Linked DNA regions of Anas platyrhynchos: region 1 is linked to region 2. The links are chromatin contacts, called in public Hi-C maps. All regions are on one chromosome and are shown on one strand. The core of a region is the stretch at or near the end of the contact, and the rest is flanking DNA. Distances in the headings are between cores, read along the strand shown. Region 1 holds the start of PRTFDC1 (phosphoribosyl transferase domain containing 1). Region 2 overlaps ARHGAP21 (Rho GTPase activating protein 21).

What was found. A called contact is a pair of places that touch in the nucleus more often than the background predicts.
Region 1: a Hi-C map of F1 follicle shows a contact between it and region 2, with 2.6 times the contacts expected there. The contact joins the promoter of PRTFDC1 here to the enhancer-like site in region 2. A contact is called at or near these places in 4 of 8 Hi-C or Micro-C datasets (F1 follicle, liver, skeletal muscle and 1 more).

The regions. Positions count from the first base shown.
Region 1 is chr2:141,700,823-141,706,108 of IASCAAS_PekinDuck_T2T, reverse strand. PRTFDC1 (phosphoribosyl transferase domain containing 1) reads left to right here and starts at 2,013. Exons shown (of 9, transcript XM_072033713.1): 1 at 2,013-2,165. The coding sequence starts at 2,028.
Region 2 is chr2:141,565,971-141,571,163 of IASCAAS_PekinDuck_T2T, reverse strand. The region is part of intron 3 of ARHGAP21 (Rho GTPase activating protein 21); the gene reads left to right. Among named protein-coding and RNA genes, the nearest start is that of ARHGAP21, 62 kb to the left of the region's middle. Within about 2 kb of position 2,658, at least 3 of the 8 cell types and tissues checked have an H3K27ac peak or open chromatin away from gene starts, as enhancers often do. A contact at or near this core is called in F1 follicle, where this site is marked.

The DNA.
Region 1 (5,286 bases), core at 764-3,263, 140 kb before region 2:
AAAGTGTTTACTCTTTTCCTCCTATTTTTAGTTTATGAACAAACAGCTAAACAAACATAATAGAAAAGTTCTAAATGCTTACATTCTTTTTTACGATTAAGGCCCTAGTACCGTGTTTTAACTAACCATATTTTGACCCTAATTAAGAAGGGTTTGAAAATCTACTGAAAATTCATTCATTCTACATCAGTTCAGACTGTAGAAAAACAATGTAAATATCCAGTAAGAACATATAGCTCCACAGCAAAATCCTTAGCAGTTTCATTCTCGTCATGCACAAAGAACCTAATTAATTCTGATTTCTGTTAATTCTGTGGGTTTATAGACCCATGAATTTGTCACATTTGCAACAAGACTAAAAAAAACCTCCCAAACTATTACATTTTATGCTAATTAATAATCTTACATGCAGGAGCAGATTGATGGTTGTTGTTATTAGCACTACCCTTCCAACTATGCCCCTGCTAAATTTATCTAGTTTTTAATTTACATATTCTTATTTATTTGTTATTAGCTTGACACTTCTTTGCACTTCTGAAGTGAGCCCTGTAAAACTATTGGAAGAGAAGAATACCAAAAGAAGACTTGACAAAATGCAGTTGTCCAACCTTGATGGAACAACCTTGACCGAACAAACATTTCCTGCTTAAGTTTTTCAGCACAATGCCAGAGGAATTTATTTTTTAGTGTCTTGTTCATAATCTTTTCCAAATCTTTAAACTCCTGCCTGTGGGGTTCCTTCTGTGGTGTAGTTTGAACAATCTCTTGTATTCCTGTGGTCTGATAAAGAATGTGGTTTAAAAAGAGGCAGAAAACTCTAGTAGTAACCTGAATAGTCCAGATGGCAGAAGAAACCAGTAGGCATACAACAGTGGCACAATTAATCTGAAATCCCAGCTGCAATATAAGTAGCTTCAAAACTATAGAGCTTAGGTCTATAATGTTTATTCAACAGCAGCTTCATATGTAACATGTAGTTACTGAATCAGATTGTATTAGTTTTAAGACAAACGTGGGCTTTAGAAGCTTTCTTCCCAGCAAGAAGAAACTTTTTATCTTCTAAAGAGCTTGTGGGCACAAATCACTGGCATTTGAAATGCAATTGAAATGCAAAAGTATTTAGGGATTTTACCCATTATGAAGATCTCCTATATATTTTGCAGAAATAGTATTTACTCTGTGTAGGTTTGTACAAATCTGTATATGCTCTTTATCAAATTCATGACATTTTCTTAAGTTTATTTTAAAGCACTGTGAGCATGAACCATCTTTTTTGCAACATACCTCAGTCTTCATATACAGAGATCACTTCCAAAACAGATACGGTCAGGAGCTGGCCTCCCTCACTTTGTAAATGTGGTCCTCTGTTCTTTGATATGTGTTGTCAACTGTAGCAATAGTTAAGAGTAGATCCTTAGCCCACTAAAAAGCAAACAGATCTGGCTAAGCATAAGAACCAAAGCATCCGTAGCAAGATCATTTTAAATCATTATAGTATCTGATTCTGTGTACATACTGTATAGATAGTGTAGAGTTTGTAATTGTAGACTCATTTATAAAAATATTCTTAACACCAGATTCCTAAGGTATTAATTGTCCTGACATTTTTAATGTAAGTGGGATTGCAGCAAGAGGATGCACCTAAACTGCAGCCCGTGCTGGACACCAGACTCCGGATTTGGACACACCCGCGGTGTTCTCTGGATCCACCTGTTGTGACTTGTGGTCTCTAAGTCTTTACGATTACATTCTAGAAAGTCATGTGCCAAACTGAAATGCCTTCCTGCTTGGTCTGTGATAACTGCTCAGGTATCGCTAGGCACATTTCATTATGCCCAGGTCTGCCCTAAACCCAGCTGTTTCTTCCTTGAATAATTACTGCTATAGGAATGGCAGAATTCTGCCAGTTCTATATTTAAAAGATAAATACTGGAAGTTATAACCAACTCCTACTTTTAGGAAAGCACAATACTTTCTGGAAACAAGCTCCTTCTCATCCGTGAGGCAGCGCAAGGACCCTATTAACCATGTTTACAGAAGCAGGCGAGGGAAGGCAGCAGGCAGCGCGGCTCCTGAGCTGCTCCCCTGCTAACAGACAGCACAACAAACTGCGGTGGGTTGAAAGCATCGGGAAGCCGCCTCTTAACTCCAGCACCTGTGTAATGGTGGGGAAAAAGGCGCCTCCTTCCCTCGTACCCCTCCACAGCCCGGGCCGGCCCCGCTCGGCTCCGCCCTGCCGCAGCCCCTCAGAAGATGGCCGGGCCGGGCGGCGGCGGAGCGGAGCGGGGAGGCGGAGGCCGCGGCATTGTGGTAAATGCGAGCATCGCCCGGCCCGGCTGGGCTCGGCCCGGCCCTTCGCGACCCCTCCCGCTTCCCTGGCCGCCCTTCCTTCCTTCCTTCCTCCTTCCCTTCCTCCTTCCCTGCCTTTCTTCCTTCCCCCGCCCGCCGCCATGCGCGTCCTGCCCGCCCCACCCCGCTGGCTCCGGGCTGCCGCTTCGGGGAGCTGAGCTCCAGGTCCCCAGAGACACCCGGCTCCCCCCGAAGGGCTGGGACGCCTTCGGGAACCGCTGGGTGTGCCTCACCTGGCTGCAGGGACTTCTGCGGCTCGTTTGGAGGGTTTGGGGATAAATCGGTTATGCAAAAGTAAAGGGCTGTGTTCATTATTCGGAGAGATTAATGCGATCCCCCCCATAAAGCTGACAGATTCTTCCCTGTGAGGGTGACAGGGCACTGGCACAAGCTTCCCAGAGAGGCTGTGGAGTCTCCTTCTCTGGAGATATGCAAACCCCAGATGCCTGGATGCCATCCTGCACAGCGAGCTCCAGGTGACCTGCTAGCAAGGGGTTGGACCGGATGGTCTCCAGAGGTTCCCTCCAACCTCAACCTTTATGTGGGTTATCACCACCACTTCAGGAATGCTTTTATTTTATCGCAGTGGTGGGATTTTAACCGAGTTAGGGAGCAGCAGCCCAGAGCTGAGGGCAGCAGCCAGCCCCAGACCATGACAGAGACCCACCACCTCCCCGCCAAGGAACCCCTCACGTTGTGCCTGAGCTGTGGCTGGAGCTGCCCTGCATCTCCTGACACCAGTATGATAAATGCCAGGCTGAACCTGTGACTGTTTAGCACCTAAACAATGTGAGGATGCTGCAGAGGAGGAGATGGACGTTCATCACTGTGCTCCGCTGTGCTAACTTCATTTCTTTTGCTTGGTACACGCCAGCGTGTGCACACACCCCCAAAGAAAACAACCACAAGTAAGGCCAGTGCAGTATGATTTTGTTTACATTTATAAAGCTGGTCCTGGCTTTGTGCTCAGCTCTCCCATTTCATACCAAACCAGAAAATTCTTTAAGGGAAGTACTGTGCTTAAACCTCATGTGTGCCCACTTTGGTAGACAGCAAGGCTAGCAAAGTTCTTCCAAAGCTATACTGCGAATTTCCCCATTTTCTCTCTTATGGGAGAAAGCCTTTCAGGTATCACCATGTATTTGCATTCTTATTTGTATACGTTCACATCAACTTTGTAGAGACTCGTCGAATAATTTCTGCTGGGCAGCTTGAACACGCCAAACCTGACCTTCAGAAGTAGCTGTTTCTTTCAGTGTAGGATATATTTTTACACACTTGTGTACCAATATATTTAGTATGTATATTAATTTATCTGGACAAACCAATCATAAATATTTCCTTAAAATTTCAAAGCATTAAAGCCAGAAGTAAATGGAAGTTGAATTTAATTTGGGAAGGGCATTTTTTTGATACTCAGTTATTAAACTGAGGATAGTCACACAATTCACAAGCTTTTGTCAAAAGTCACACAATTCACAAGCTCATCAAAAATTACAGTTACCTGAAAAATTGTCCTGTAGCATAACACTGTGATTAGCTCTGGGGTAAATCAGAATTTCTAAGGCTTACTGTTGGGAAGTGCCAGTTTATTAAAAAAAAAAAAATGGCTTATTACTTTAAAAAGCAAATAGTTAGAAACTATGTATGAATTTAATCTTGTAAATGAGAACTTCTTTATTCAAGGTGATGTAGCTTTAGGTTTTTTATTCATGAAAACCAGAAGGAGAGATAGAAGAATAAGGATTTTGTACCGACCCTGTGCCAGAAAGGACAGATTGTAGCAGAAGTAAAACCTATTGATTTGTATGAATTCTGAAGCAGTTTCAATTCATTTAGTTTGATCTTCAGCACCATGCTCAAAAACATGTAATTTGATGAGAATGATGCCTAAATAACCGATACTGACATGGGTTCTTAGCGGGTGCTTATAGTACTTATGTAATTTAAAGCACTATCTGAAATTGTTTCCTTTTATGTTAAAGTGCTTTTGCAGGAAACCATGCCAGACAGTTCATTGCTACAAAATATTTTAAAAGTGTCAGCCACCCCTATGTACTGAAAATGAAGATAGGAAAATAGGCTTCCCAGGCCTTCTGCAGCAGTGTTTTTGGAGCAAGATTTGCCTCTCATTAAAATCCTTGCCAAGGAGTATATTTATCCTCTCCTGTTTCTATGGAGACGAGGAACAGAATTAAGTAACTTTTTTTCCTATGTGTAGTTTCAAGGCTGGTGTTAGCCAGGGGAAAGCTTTCATTGATTCCAGTGATCTCTGAGTCACGCTCTTTATGTGCAAATGTAGTAGTTACCAGCAAAGTATTTTTCTGCATACAGAAACTGTTAGGCAGAGCTTGAAAACCTGGCCATCTAGGTGCCTGTAGCTGACATTGAACATAAAATAAAATCCAAGCAAACACAAATCCATGAGACACAGCACTGTTACAGGACAGCACTAAGCAGAGCTGGGGGTAAGTTCAACAAGGCTACAGAGGTGGAGGAACAGCTCAGCATCCAATATGTTGTCTTACCCTAGGTACTTCTGAGATATGAGTTATTGCTCTGCTAGATGAAATCATAAGCAGAGGTTCAGTGACAGGCATCTAAAGGCCCTATTCAGCAGAAATGCCATTAAGACGTGCAATTCACAATGGCAAGTCTCTCACCATGTATCCTGCTAATCAGTGTTCCTGTGGTCAAGGAGAAAGCCAATATTGACGAATGTGACTGTAAAAAAAAGCTTGTTAGGTGCCACTTTCTATGCTGAATCAATAATGAAGCAAAACTTTTTAATGTTTCCAAGAAATACTGTGAACCTGCAGGTCTTGTCTTTCATACAGAATTGTGAAAATTGGTTGTGGGGAATTGGTCTGGTTTTTCATTTTTCTTAGAAATGTGGTGATGACTTTGCATCTTCACAGCTTTCTGAAGCCTTTGCCT
Region 2 (5,193 bases), core at 1,409-3,908:
GATTTTGCAAATCAGGCGGCTATGGTAGTAGTGTATTCCCCTCTGCCACTTGTGTTATTCCAGACATTCAGCAGTAAAGCTTCCTTTTGACTTCAGTTTGAAACTTCTTTTCTCCTGTTGGACTGCGGAGGTGGCACTGACTCGTAGTCTCAGCTTGTAGATCCAGGTAGCGTAGAGGTTAGATCGTAAGTGATGATAAATACTTGCATTATGAAGAAATGCTGTAATTTGATTTGACATTAATTGGAACATGAGTTGAAACAAGATGCATTACACTTGTGATTCTGTAGATTCTACTTTGATCTTACATGTTACTGAAGGTAACAATTATTATTATTCAGTTGAAAATTGTTGTCTAATTACAAGATTTGCATACAATTATGAAAACTTAAGACCAATTTTCTTAACTTTTGTTGGTTAGAGTAATGACTTCAATATAAAGACTCTCCTGAGTCCACAGTACCTTTGTTTCAGCCAGTGAATTTTTGCCCTGAGCCTTCTAAAGCCTCTAATGAACCACCTTCTAAATAACCTTTTTATTTCCTTATTTTTGATGATGCTGAGTGTCTGAAGTTCAGTAAAAGTTCAAAGTTACCTTCTCTAAAGTCACATTTTCATTTGAATAACATAACTTTGAGGGAGGTTTTTGTACTCCAAGGAATATTTGCACTGCTCTGTTAGCAAAGTTCCCTTACTGCCTGGACGTTAACTTGAGCTACATCCTACCCTGACTGGTGGCCATTTACTCAGGCCAGAGACTTTTGTGCTTTATGGACATTTTTTGTCTTTATGGGCTGTTTTTCAGGGTTTTTTTATTGCTCTTATGTAAAACCTCACCTCTGTTCATAGCTGAACTTCTGGAGGAATTAAATATATATGAAATTGCTGTTCACAGAAGTCAGGCTTTCCATCTGTACTGCTTCCCTGCGGATGTGTGTTCCTAGCAGCTCACATCTTTTGCCTGTTCTTTTGTGGACAGAATGTCTTGGTTTTTGTGTTTTGTTTTTACTTGCAGTTGAAGATTTGGGGGAAAATTGTCTTACTTGCTGGTAACCTGCAACATAATGCTTAATTAAGTTGCTTACAAATGTACAGAGGAGCAGGGAGGAGGCAAAGCAGTATGCAGCAATGGGTGTTGGAAAAACACTGGCAAATAAGGCTGGATGCATGACAGAGTAGTAGTTATGAGCTGCTTTACTGTTTGCTATGTTGCCTTGTAAGGAATTGCTGATATGCTAAAAATAAAAAAATAGTTCAATATTAGGAAAATTCAGAATCTTATCTGACACTGTTGTATGGAGCTGGAGAACTTCGTGAACGAGTAATGCTGATCCTGTGCTCTGGGTGGTGGATCTCGGAAGCAGGTCAGTTCAGGCTCACTGTTTTGGCAGCATCTTGTTTTTGCCTGATGGTTGGAGCCAGGCAAGATGTTGGTCTGTGCTACAGCAGTTTATTTTGTTATGCTGAAGGCTAATGTGTGTTGTGGAAGGCTAGGCTGGGCTGGAGTTTTGTCTGAAGCTGGCTGTATTGAAGTGCAGGTGGTGATGCTTCCTTGCTCCTGCAAGGACAGCATGGATTGTTTCTATTCCAGTTAAAGTTAGCCTTATTAATCTAGTTTGGGAGTCAGTGACGAGTTTATATTAGGTTTAGTGAAACAGTAGGTTTCACTGCATTAAGCAGTTTTCAACTGTAAGCATTTCTGTGCCCAGAGGATGTGGGTGGTGGCGGAATTGTGCATTTAATTAATGAGGTAAAAAAGGTCACTTCTGAGAGAATCTGAATGGGTATCCATCTACTGTGTAAAGCTCCCACTGCTACCTGAATGAGGATCACATCCAAAGAGGGTTTTTAAAAGCAGGTGCTCTGGGAGTATTTGATTTATTTATTCATTTACCCCTATGGAGAACTGAGAGCTGGAAGATGCTCTGTCAGGCTGAGCCGTTCTGGGGTCCCGGTGCGTTGGGTGATGTGCTCCTGCAGAAGGAGTTTAAATGCAAAGGAAATGGGTAAGGACAAGCCGGAAAGTGGTATTGGCTATTGGCAGCTTGTGGCAAGAAAAGGCTTATTAATTCCTCATAACGAATGAGGCATGCTGATTGTAAAATAAATCTTTGTTTCCTCCTTGCCTTTTGACCTCTGATTGGAATTTTTTCTTGCTAAAACTTCATGGTCATGTTGTGGAAAACATGAAAAAGAAAATGTAACTTATTAAATGAATGGCCTTCAATTGTTTTAATTCACTAATAACTAATTATTTAGATCTAAGCCACAGGTGGTGATTTCATGTAAGAGGTATCTGTGAAAGAGGTGCTATGATACATGATTCACTTACTGGATGTTGGTCCCCAAACAAAAGTCATTAGAGTGAAGAAGGGCGATTAAGTGAATGCACGCTGCAAAAAGGGCTTGTACTTAAGTAATAGGTACCAAGCAGTTCCTTCTGCAGCTTAATTGTGCATTGCTTATTAGTACTACATAAAAGGCTTGGCTAATTCTGTTGCTGTTCCATTACTTAGGATTTCCATCTCTTGCCATGTAAGAGTATTCTTGGGCAGTTATTCATATCATAATTTCGGTAAGAGTAACTTCAACGGCCAATTTCCAAACAGTTTAACTCTGCTTCAGGGACAGAGATAAGCCAGTTTTGTTTAGCCTTTCAGTAAATGTTTCCTTGCTGTGCTTCAGGATAGTTTGTGGTCTGACCTTGGTGTGTGATGGTATAAGGGAGAACTGTCTTATTTAAATGTTACAGCTGTAATATTTCCTTCTGAGATCAATTCCTTTCTTAAGAATCAATTTGTTAAATGGAGGGGTTAAGTCTTGAGACCTGAGATAAATTGTTAAGAGTGCCAATTTTAGTTGAAATTTGGTTCTGTTATGACTGATGCACATCTACAAGATTGATTTCCCTTAAGCTGGTCTGAAGAAATTATCATTAGCTGCTACTGTCATAGAATACTTCTTTTAGCTTTGCTTGAATTTCTAACTTAAAATATAAGCATATGCTTTGAGACTACACATTGAAGGAAGTTCATTTATTTGCTTACTGAAGGAAAGAAGCTTTGGGTTGTATCCAAGTATGCAAAAGACTAAAGGAGAAATGCAGAGCATGTATTCATCTCCAGAGCTTTGGAGTCCAAGGTTTTCTTCTTGCCTTTACTTGTAAATGGATATTACTGACCTGTAAATGTAAGCAACATGGTAAACTTTTCAGCCTATTTTTTTCCCCAAATTTGATCTTAATCTTTAACATGGCCATACATTTTCCTGGGAAGACGAATATGTTCAACATAACCTCCTCCTGCATGTAGACAAAGAACTATGCTTAAGATGTTATCAGCTTTGCAAGTCGGTCTGTAAAACAGTTGTGAAAACCCCAAGTGACTGCCTGTAGTGTGGAAGAACTTCTCTGTGTAGCTGCTGGTGCTCTGCCAGCAGGTTGGTCAAAAATCATACGTTCAGGGAAGGCTTCAGTCTCTGGTCTTCATAAATGGGTTCAATTTTTTCTCCAATTCAGCAGTGGTACCTGTATTAAAGGTCTTCTGTAGTATTGAATGGGAATAATCTAGGTGCTTGACCTCTTGCCTTGTGTATTCAGGCCAGCACAAGTGATGAAGTAGCATTTGAGTGCTAAGCAAACGAGCAGTAGATCCCTAGCCCTGACCTGCCTAGGGAAGGCAGGTCAGAAAAGAAAGGTCAAGGGGAGGGTATTTCCCTCTGATAAATGAGAAGGAAGAACTGATAATGATTCATGGAAAAGGCTGAGGTACTCAACTTCTGTGCCTTGGTCTTCACTGGCAGTCAGGCTTCCCTCAAGAAGTTTTTGAGGAATTCTCAAGTCCTTGAACCTCTAGGCAGAGGCTGGGGAAGTAAAGTACCTTTCAGCATAAGAGAAGAGTTTTGAGACCAGCTGAAGAAATGGAGTAGGTACAAGACTCTGGGCCCTGATGGCATGCATCCCAGGGTCCCGATGGAACAGGCTGAAGTAGTTGCCAAGCCTCTCCATCACATTTGAAAAGTTGATGGAGTGACTGCATCAGTCAACAGGGGAATACCAACAGATGTCGTCTGCCTAGATTTCTGTAAGGCCTTTGACGTGGGTACACGTGACGTTCTGATCTCTAAATCAGACTTGAAGGGTGGACCACTGAGTTGATAAAGGGTTGGCCTAAAGGACGTGCCCAAAGAGTGCCGGTCAGTGGCTCTGTGTCCAGGTGGAGGCTGGTGGTAAATGAGATCCCTCAGGGGTCTGTCCAAGCTGAGTGGTGCAGGTGGTACCACAGAAGGAAGGGATGCCATACAAAGGGACTTGGACATGCTTGAGAGGTGGGCCCACATGAACCTAACGAGGTTCAACAAGGCCAAGTGCAAGGTGCTGAACCTGATTTGTGGCAGTCCCAAGCATGAATACAGGCTGGGCAATGACTGGATTGAGAACAGCTCTGGGGAGAAGGACATGGACAGCCCAGAAAACCAACTGGATCCTGGGCTGCATCAAAATAAGGGTGACCAGTAGGTCAAGGGAAGTGATTCTCCCCCTCTACTTTGCTCTTATGGGATCTCACCTGGAGTTCCGCATTCAGCTTTGGGGTCCCCAGCATAAGACAGATGTGTACCTGTTAGAGTGGGTGCAGAAGAGGGCCACGAGGATGATCAGAGGGCTGGAGCACCTCTCCTGTGAAGAGAGGCTGAGGGAGTTGGGGTTGTTCAGCCTGAAGAAGAGAAGGCCCCAGGGAGACCTTACAGCAGCCTGCCAGTACCTAAAGGGGGCTACAGGGAAGCTGAGGAGGGATTTGTCAGGGGGTGTGGTGATGGGACAAGGGGGAATGGCTTTAAACTAAGAGAGGGGAGATTTAGATTAGATATAAGGAATAAATTACTCACTCAGAGGCTGCCCAGAGAAGCTGTGGATGCAATGTCCCTGGAGGTGCTCAAGGCCAGGCTGGATGGGGCTTTGGGCAACCTGGGCTGGTGGGAGGTGTCCCTGCCCATGGCAGGGGGTTGAGACTGGGTGGTCTTTAAGGTCTCTTCCAACCCAACCTATTTTGTGATTCTGTGTTGGGTCAGGCACTGAGTGTTTTAAATTATACATGCCACAGGAGCTCCATCACTTTTTCTTGTCACTGTTGGGATTGTATCTCTTCAGTAACACGTGACGTGGCAACACTGGGAAGGTTGTTTGGTCATATAAGA